Regions from separate parts of the Gossypium hirsutum genome. Here region 2 is linked to region 1. Evidence: chromatin contacts called from public Hi-C data. All regions are on one chromosome and are shown on one strand. Each heading gives the region's core, a stretch centred on a gene start, on an enhancer-like site or on the middle of the called end of the contact. The rest is flanking DNA. Distances are from core to core; before and after follow the strand shown.

What was found. Hi-C and Micro-C count contacts between places; a contact is called where the count stands out from the background.
Region 2: a contact with region 1 is called in a Hi-C map of leaf, with 2.0 times the contacts expected there. The contact joins the promoter of LOC107938881 here to the promoter of LOC107933518 in region 1. A contact is called at or near these places in 2 of 34 Hi-C or Micro-C datasets (both in leaf).

What each region holds. Positions count from the first base shown.
Region 1 is chrA12:43,750,322-43,754,970 of Gossypium_hirsutum_v2.1, forward strand. LOC107933518 (U-box domain-containing protein 30) reads left to right here and starts at 1,827. Exons shown (of 1, transcript XM_016865754.2): 1 at 1,827-4,358. The coding sequence starts at 2,447. The coding sequence ends at 3,802.
Region 2 is chrA12:44,259,734-44,264,382 of Gossypium_hirsutum_v2.1, forward strand. It overlaps LOC107938881 (basic leucine zipper 4), which reads left to right and starts at 2,274. Exons shown (of 1, transcript XM_016872132.2): 1 at 2,274-3,175. The coding sequence starts at 2,323. The coding sequence ends at 2,883.

The DNA of each region.
Region 1 (4,649 bases), core at 577-3,076:
TCAAATTGGTTTAATATAGTTTTTTATTCTTATAATATGTAAATAAAAAAGTTAATAATTTTTAAAATTATAAATTAAATTAAAATTTATCAAAGTATATTCATAAAGCAGCTGACTGCTTTAAAAAAGTGCATTTTTGTGGGTCACGTGACACCCTATACTGGGAGCATATGCTCATGTGATTCCCTACTGTTTTTAGGTATATTAAAAAACTTTCTTGATTTCTTCCCTCTTTTATAAATCTCAAATTTAGCTCACCCCACTCAATTATTTTAGCATAAAGAAGCTTGGAATTCGAGGATAATTTTTTTTTAAAAAAATACTGATATTTGAATTTTAGATTACTTTTTAAAAATTATTATATAAATAAAATTGAATTAAAAATTTTAAAATATTAGGTTTTAAATTTCGTAAATTAAATTTTATTATATAAATAATTGTGGTTAATATATTACTTAAAAACATATAAATCCAAAAAAAAAGCTGTCCAAAATTAATAGCCAATTAATCTAATTAATTCCAACCTCACCCATCGAGTTTGCAAACTACTCAAATATTTAATATTTTATTACACTTTAATGCAAACCTAAATCCATTATATTCATTTAATTAAATAATATTTTTGAGAAGCCGCTAGCCCTTACCACCCAAATTTCAAATCCTAATTATAGACCATATTGTATTTGGTGAATAATTATTAATATTTGCATATGAAAATCAAATTATGTTCTTAAAAAAAATCTGGAAAAACGAGGGAGCGTGAAATACTTATGATATTGTGCTGAACACTCACTGTACCATGGCACAGAAAAATAAACAAATACTAATTTCAAGTCATTATTAATAAAGATTACAGAAAACAAAGGAGGGAGTGTGGAGGGCAGGGCTTTCATGATCTACGTGGCAGGTGGTGATTGGTTAGATCTGGAAGTGGGGCAAAGGCAGTCAACGCAAAGACCGGAAAAGTGGAGCAGCACAGGCGTGCAGTCAAAGCAAAACTGTCACGGTCAAAATGCTTTGCTGGCACTTTACCTAAAATAAATAAACACATGAAATTATTTTTCTTTTTAAAAAAAAAATAGGGAGGTGGGAAGTTCCCCAGTGGCCCTCACAATTCTTTTAGGTGTAAATATCAACAGATTTTATATATTGTATTTCAATAAAATTTCTATAAATGAGTAGTTATAAACAATATAAGAATGACATTAAAGAACTGAAAATAGATGATTATTATTATTATTATTATTAATTTTGAAATTAGATTTTGTCCACATAACATATGTGGATGAAGTTTCTTAAGATTAAAAGAGATTCCTTTTAGCTAAAACAACAAACATTAAAATCAAAATCAAAATCTTGATTCCATTTTTTCAAAACCAAAATTCATTAGTTCAATTTATTAATGAAAACTAACTTTTTAGTAACATCACTGTTAAATTAAAAGTAATAGCGGGGAGATTACGGCAAAGAATTGATATGACTGCACGTGTGGTGTGCGGATCGGGTGGCTTAATTACCGGTAACTTGGTAATTTTCAACTTTCCCTTCTTCTTCTTCTTCTTCTTTTTTTTTTACTCTGGTAAAATATTAGGGAAAAAAAATGTCATTTCCTCGTTCAAAGAAAAAAAAAAGCAACGCATTTATATATTAAGATGATCTCATTAATAATTAATTTTTATTATTTTTCGTGAAGGTTTTTTTTAATAATTTTAAAATTATTTTATTTTTATCCAGCAAACAACTGCCCCAAAAGAAGAGCAGTAGGGAAGCCTTTGCAGGACATGGCTTTTCTCTGTTCTTCTCTTTCTCTCCATTTTGTGGTAAGGCCTGTTTTCACAATAACTTGATTCTCTTCACTAAATTCTTGTAACGTTTTCATTTTTTTCTTGTTTGGGTTTTTTCCCCCTATTTTTTCTGTACCATTAATGGTTGGGTTTAGAGGAAAAAGGTCTAATTGATTAGCTTTTGTACTACTCTTTTAACTGTTTATCTTTGACTGCTTTCTTTTACTAGTATCTTTCTTTTCTTTGCCTACTTATTTTTGCTGTTTTGGGGTGCTTGATGATGGGAAGCTTGTACAAGAAGTGAAAGATGGGAGCTTGATTATTGTGTGTTTATTACTGATATTATTGTTATTATGATGGACTTTTGACCCTAGAAAAAGAGATCAGGATAAAGCAAAATAGATGTGTGAGTTTGTAGAGAGAAAAAGAAGGTATTTTTCTTGCTTTATGATTTGTCAATGAGAGAGGAATTGATTGGAAATATACAAGTTCCATTCTTTTTTCATAATGTGGGTTGAAGGGTGCTTGTCAGTGCAGTGAATTTAGAGCTTGTTGTGGGTAGTGTAGAGGGGTTTTAAAGATAATCCTTCTTTTTTGGTACCTTGAGAATCTGTGTTGCTTTATCTTTTTTTTTTTTGGAAAAAGAAGGGCGGGTTTCAAAGATGCCTATGTTTCAACCCTCAAAGAGGGATGGGGTGGTTGTTGCTGCATTTGATGGTAGTGGTGATGGGCAAGTTCTGGATCTGGATACTGCTGTTAAAGATGGGGTTTTGGGTGGCGTTGGTGGTGGAGTCATTGGTGCTGCCGTTGGTGAGAAATTGGATCTGAAGAAAATGATTGAAGAGCTTGATTTACCTGAGATTCCTTCTGTGTTTATTTGTCCCATCTCTCTTGAGCCAATGCAAGACCCTGTAACTCTTTGCACTGGCCAAACATATGAGAGGTCCAACATTCTCAAATGGTTCAATTTGGGGCACTATACTTGCCCCACTACAATGCAAGAACTCTGGGATGATTCTGTTACCCCAAATAGAACCCTTTACCATTTGATTTACACTTGGTTTTCGCAGAAATATTTGCTTATGAAGAAGAGATCCGAGGATGTACAAGGAAGGGTAAGTGAGCTTCTTCAGACCTTGAAGAAGGCTAAAGGTCAGGCCAGGATTCAAGCCTTGAAGGAGCTTAAGCAAGTTGTGGCTGCACATGCAACAGCAATGAAGACAGTGGTCGATGAAGGTGGAGTTTCTCTAATTTCATCCTTGTTAGGTCCATTTACTTCCCATGCTGTTGGTTCAGAGGCGATCGCCATTCTTGTCAATTTGGAGCTTGATTCAGAGTCCAAAACCAATTTGATGCAGCCAACAAAGATTTCGTTGATGGTAGACATGCTGAATGAAGGGTCAGTGGAGACAAAGATCAATTGTACGCGATTGATAGAGAAGTTAATGGATGAGAAGGAATTTCGGGCTGAGAGCATCTCCAGCCATCGGCTATTGGTTGGTCTAATGCGCTTAGTGAAGGATAAGAGGCACACGAATGGAATCATGCCTGGTCTTAGCTTGCTCAGATCTATATGCTTACATAAACAAGTCATGGGTTTGATTGTGAGTATTGGCGCCGTTTCTCAATTGGTTGAATTGTTACCTGCTTTGGAACCTGATTGCCTGGAATCAGCCCTTTTCATATTGGACATGTTATCATCACTACCAGAAGGCAAAGCAGCATTGAAGGATTGTGGAAACACAATTCCGAATATGGTGAGGCTCTTGATGAGAATTTCAGAAAGCTGTACTCAATATGCATTGTCAATACTGTGGTCCGTATGTAAACTTGCCCCTGAGGAATGCTCCTCAGTTGCTGTAGAAGCCGGTTTGGCAGCAAAGCTGCTTCTCGTGATTCAGAGCGGTTGCAATCCTCTGTTGAAGCAAAAATCTTCGGAGCTCTTGAAGTTATGTAGCCTAAATTATACAGACACCATCTTTATTTCAAAGTGCAAGCTCACAAGGACAATCCTATGACAAGTTAAAGGGCCTGCCATGATTGGTTCTTGAAATCTTCCAAGAATGAACGATCATATACTTATGAGATAGGGGGTTTGAGGTATGAATTAGCTCTCCTGTATATATTTAAGCACTTCAATTCCTGCAATTTGATTCAACTTTACTTAAAGAACACTCATAATGTGGATAAGAAAAAAGAACACATTTCATGCTGCAATGGAATTATATGAAGTTCTCTTTTCCAATGCCTTAAAATAAAACCCCCAAAAGGATCATGTGGAATGGATTATTGTGGGTGGGGTACATTCTTGGGATGGAATTGTGCTATTTGTGCAAGACTTTGGAGCTTGCAATCACAATTGTAATAGACAAAGAATTGCTTTGCTCCTTGGTGTTGGGGGCCCTTATTTCTCCCAAGTTGTTCCTATGGTAGGGGCCTTCCTTGACCAATTTTCCTGTCTGGGTTTTAGTGGGAGTTTTGCATTTTCAGCTCCACTGTTGTAGAGAGATTGGAATGCCTCTGGACATCAATTGTCTATTCAATGTGTACAATGAAAGATAACCTTTTCTTTTCTTTCATGTTTTTATTTTTTCTTCTTATTTATTCTGCACTTTTCGTTTGTTGTTAGCCTCCATGAAGAATTAATAAAAGTAAAAGTTTTTACTGGTTAACAATTGTGTACATTTGATTTATTACAAAGGCTATGTGATATAGGATTGCGCGCGGACCAAGATCGAGTTGCCAAGTCACGAGAAACTCCTACGAAAACCCTAAACAATTAGATCTGAAACGAAACAGAAAATTAAAAGATTAGATTTTTGAATTTTCAGATCTGAAATAAAATCCCCAAATCAGCAAAGAATC
Region 2 (4,649 bases), core at 1,024-3,523, 510 kb after region 1:
CTGGCCCTTGTGGCCCACACGGCCTGACACACGACCGTGTGGCTCATATCAGTGCCTCACACAGTTTGTCATATTGTCGTGTGACTCAAGTCAAAGAGTTACACGGTCTAGCACCTGGCCTAACACACGCCCGTGTGACTCAAGTCAGAAAGTTGCATGCTCTGATACATGACTTGGCACACAGCCGTGTGGAGTCTGCAATCCCAATTATGGCTTTCTCTGTTCGCTGATTTCTTGGGTTTTCATTAAACACTTGATACGAATTCGATGTAGAAGCAAAAATGCTGATTCTAGAACCTAAAAACGACATTCAAGTGACCAATCAGACCATTTATTCACAATCAAATCGCTAGAATTAACATCTAAAACCGTAGTTACATTTAAGAACTTCGACAAAAAATCCCCAAAATGAAAACTAACGTTTACCGATAAACAAGCAGCAATTACACAAAGCTTAATTTGTTGGAGAAACATTAGACGTCGCTCACTCCTCTCCTGATTCGAACAAACCAATTAAACCAACAACCAACGAAGAATCAATCTTTACAAAGATCTCAAGAAACAAACTGAAAAATTCACTAAACTAATAATCTATAAATAGAATTACACACTTACCCGAATGAATTAGAACACCTAACAGTATATCGAGCGAAGAATTCCCACACTAATGTCAAGAATTGAAGCAAAAGTAAAAGAAAAGAAACTGAAAAGAAAACACAAGGAAAACAAAAGGGAACAAAAAATCGACAAATTTTGGGAAAAATAAAAATAAAAAAGTGGAGAAAAAATAAATTGATTAAGTGATTTAAAAAACAAAACTTATTTATTTTAAAAAAACATGCCAAACATTTCCTTATTGGTTCCATAGAGACTTGAACGCAAAACTAAAGAATTAGTTAAAGCTTTACCACTGAACCAGTAAGCCCATTGTTAATATAAATTTACACAGAATTAAACTTAAGTTGAGAGTTCAAAGACAAAGGTTGAGTAAAAAAGATAACAAAAATTTCCAATAGTGGGACTTAAATCCCTAATCTCAAACACACAACCAATGCTCCAAACCACTGAAGTAAATACATATCTTATGACTAAATTTAACAAACAAAAATTTAAAATTTTGAGGCGTTACATTGAAGGTTAAAGTTATTGGATTTTTTAGAATTTGAACATAATTTTGTAAACATTAAGGGTTAAATTTTTTGAATTTTTTTAATATTTAAGATCAAATTAATAGAATGCCTAAACATTAGGGGGTTGAATTTGTTATTAGACTAATAAAAAAAGGGCTTTCCGTCACTCATCTAACGGCAACTAATGGGGGAATGATTAAATTATTTAATTTCTAAAAGTTTAGTGATTAAATAAAAAAACAATAGCTAGGTGACTAAAATAGAACTAAAGACATAGTTAGGTGACTATTTTTATAATTTACCCTTAATTGTTGTATATAATCTGATTTATATACTAAATACATATGTTTATGTTTAAACTTTTAAGAGTGAGGTTGGGCGAAGAATTTTAAATTTTTAGAGATTTTTAAAATGTTAGTATTTTAGAATTCATAAATTCAAAATGGTAATAATTGTAATTGATTAGTTTGGATAAATAGTTCTTCCATGAAAACTTGAAATAATGAAATTTTACAAACTAAAAATATAATTATAAAAGAAAATTAATAATATAGAAAATATTCAATAGGAATATCATTAGATTTGTAAAAATTATAAATATTTTTAACAAAATAATTTTTTTAAAAAAACTAAAATTATGTAAAATAAATCGGATATCAAATTCCTCAAAAAAAAAATTAATTACTATATTATTTTTACCGAAACAACACTCTAAATCCTTGGTTGAAACACACACCTTATGGCATAACATTGTACTAAACTTTGTTGAAAATTTTGGAAAATGATCCATGACTATGAGGAAGTAGGAATTTATGTGATGTTCCTTACATTCAGGAACTTCCTAAGAAGCAGGAACTTAAATTTCTTTCACATTCCTGTTCATTAGTTGAATTAAATTAATTATGGGGTAATGATGCCGCCCCAGAAAAGTTTGATTAAATTATAATAAAAATTTAAAAGTAGGCCTCATAGATGGACATGATCGAATGCTTTTGATCTGATGGAGACTTGAACCATCTATCTACTCCCACCCATCACCTAAATAAATGGCTTTTTAATTAACTCTACTTTATTGATAATATTACCAAACTACCCTTAAGCTGCCCATAAATACAGGCCTCCTACGCTGCATTTCTTCCCTTTTCTCCTCCTTTTCTTTCCCCATGTATGTTTGTTATTCTTAAAGGAAGCCATGTTGTCCACTGTTCCGGCCATTATTTCCTCCAATCCCATGATGGAAAGTGATCCATTTCCCTCTCTCCAAAGCGCTTGGGATTGCTCCCAACTTTTTTCCACTACCCAATCAGTAGGACCCGCTCGGTCCGGTTCCGCTTCGACTGAACTGAACCAAACCCAAACCCAAACTCACTCCAATTCCGGTTTGGACGAATCAAACCAAACGCTTTTCATCATCGATGAAAGAAAGAGAAGACGCATGATATCGAACCGGGAATCGGCCAGGAGGTCACGGATGCGTAAACAGAAGCATTTAGAAAACCTAAGGAACCAGGCGAACCGGCTTAGAATCGAGAACCGACAACTGACTTACCGTTTGAGGTTCCTTTTGTACCACTGTCATCGTGTAAGGACTGACAACGACCGCCTCCGATCCGAGTCCACTCTGCTCCGACAAAAATTGTCGGACATGCATCAAAATTTGCTATTCAAGCAGCTGCAGCAGTTTTCATCTGCATGGCCATGCAATAATGTGACTGTCATGTCCGAAAAAATTCCACCACCATTAATCATCTAAACGCATACATATATTAAACTTCACAATAAAACTACATTAAATTTCTCTCCAAAAGCGAGAAACTAGCTATCTCTTTCTGTAAATTAAAATGGTGTTAGAGAAAGAAAATGGATGGGTTTTTTTTCTGTCTTCCTTTTTTGCTAAAGAGATACGAAACCACAGAGTATTATAGTGTAGAAATAAGTTGAGTCAGTGTTTGGTTTTTGTCAACGTTATTTTTGTTTTCTTCTTTTTTATTGTTAGCTTTGAAAAATCCCTCCCACTATGCAATATAGCAAATCATTGAAACTTACTTTTTTATTATTTTGTATATCTCATCCCAGTGTCTCAAAGTTATCATTTAATTTTGGGTTTCATTTCATCACTCCATTGGGCTTCTAAGATACTCTTGCTCTAATATTATATATGATAAAATATATTGGTGTTGGTAAACTATTCAAATTCGATTCGATAATTATCAAATTAAATTCGAATTTAATAATACTTTATTTGAACAGTTCACAAGTTATATTGAGCTTTTCATTTTTTTATTTTTGTTAAATTATGTAATTATTGAGTTGAGTTCAAGTTTAAATACAAAAATTAATAAATAAATTTAATCGATCTCAAACTTAAAAATATATCTTCGATCAAATTCGAGTTAAATATTAAACTTTAAATTTCAAATCAAATTAGAACTTAATAATATTTAGGCTCGGCTGAATTTGATTATGCTCCTAACAAAAACAAAAAAAAGTTATTGAAGGGTAAGGTTGTCCTTCCCTTTGGCATAAAGTGAAATAGAATATGCTAAAATTAACAGTGAAGGAAAGGTTTTAACGGCTAATGATGAATCCCCCTGCGGCCCCAAAAAATTCACCTATATTTCAGAAATAAATTTAGATTATAATAAAATGTAAAGAAGATGTGATAGAGAAATGAAGGATGTATGGACTACCACTAGAATTTAGATCACCTATTTTTAATTAAGTTTAGTTTTATGATGAGCGCGGAGATCTTCCCACTAAACCCCAATCCAATCACTTTATCATCCTTCCTTCAATAAAAGAAGAGAATATAAATATCTTCCCACTTGAGCCACAAAAGATCTTGCACCTCCTGTGTTCATCCACAATTCTTGATTGCGTTTGCCACAAATCCAAAATACAACTGGGTGCACCCTACTTATTTACTTCTTCTGATTGCTTCATTTTTAGTTGTAAAAAATTATAGTTAAAAGATAAAATATTTGAAACTAAATCTATATCAATAACAAATGAAATATAATTTTTTAAGTAATTAATATAATTTGGTTGTAAAATTAATGATACATAAAATATTTTTAAAATATAAATTAAACAATAAATAATATTTAAATTAATATAAAGATACATAAAATATAAATTAATTTAATTATTATTTTCTTTTTAAATAATCAATATAAATAATGATATTTTAATAATTTCACTTTAAAATAAAATTTAAAAAAAAACTAAATTACCTAAATATCAACTTTTACATTTGAATTGAAAGTTACTTTTTTGACAATATTTTTTTTATTGAGAAGTTAAATATTCTCTGTTACTTCTATTATGGAAAAACACTTTTGATTTTGCAAAAGCAATGGAAAACAACTTTGTATCAAGGTTTTTTGAATTGCACCAGGTTTTTAATTTTTTAAATATTTTTTTTAATTTTTAATAATTTATTTAATCAAATTAGACGAATCAAATGATTTGATTGAATAGATTAAACTAATTATTTGACTAATTCAACCATCAATCTAA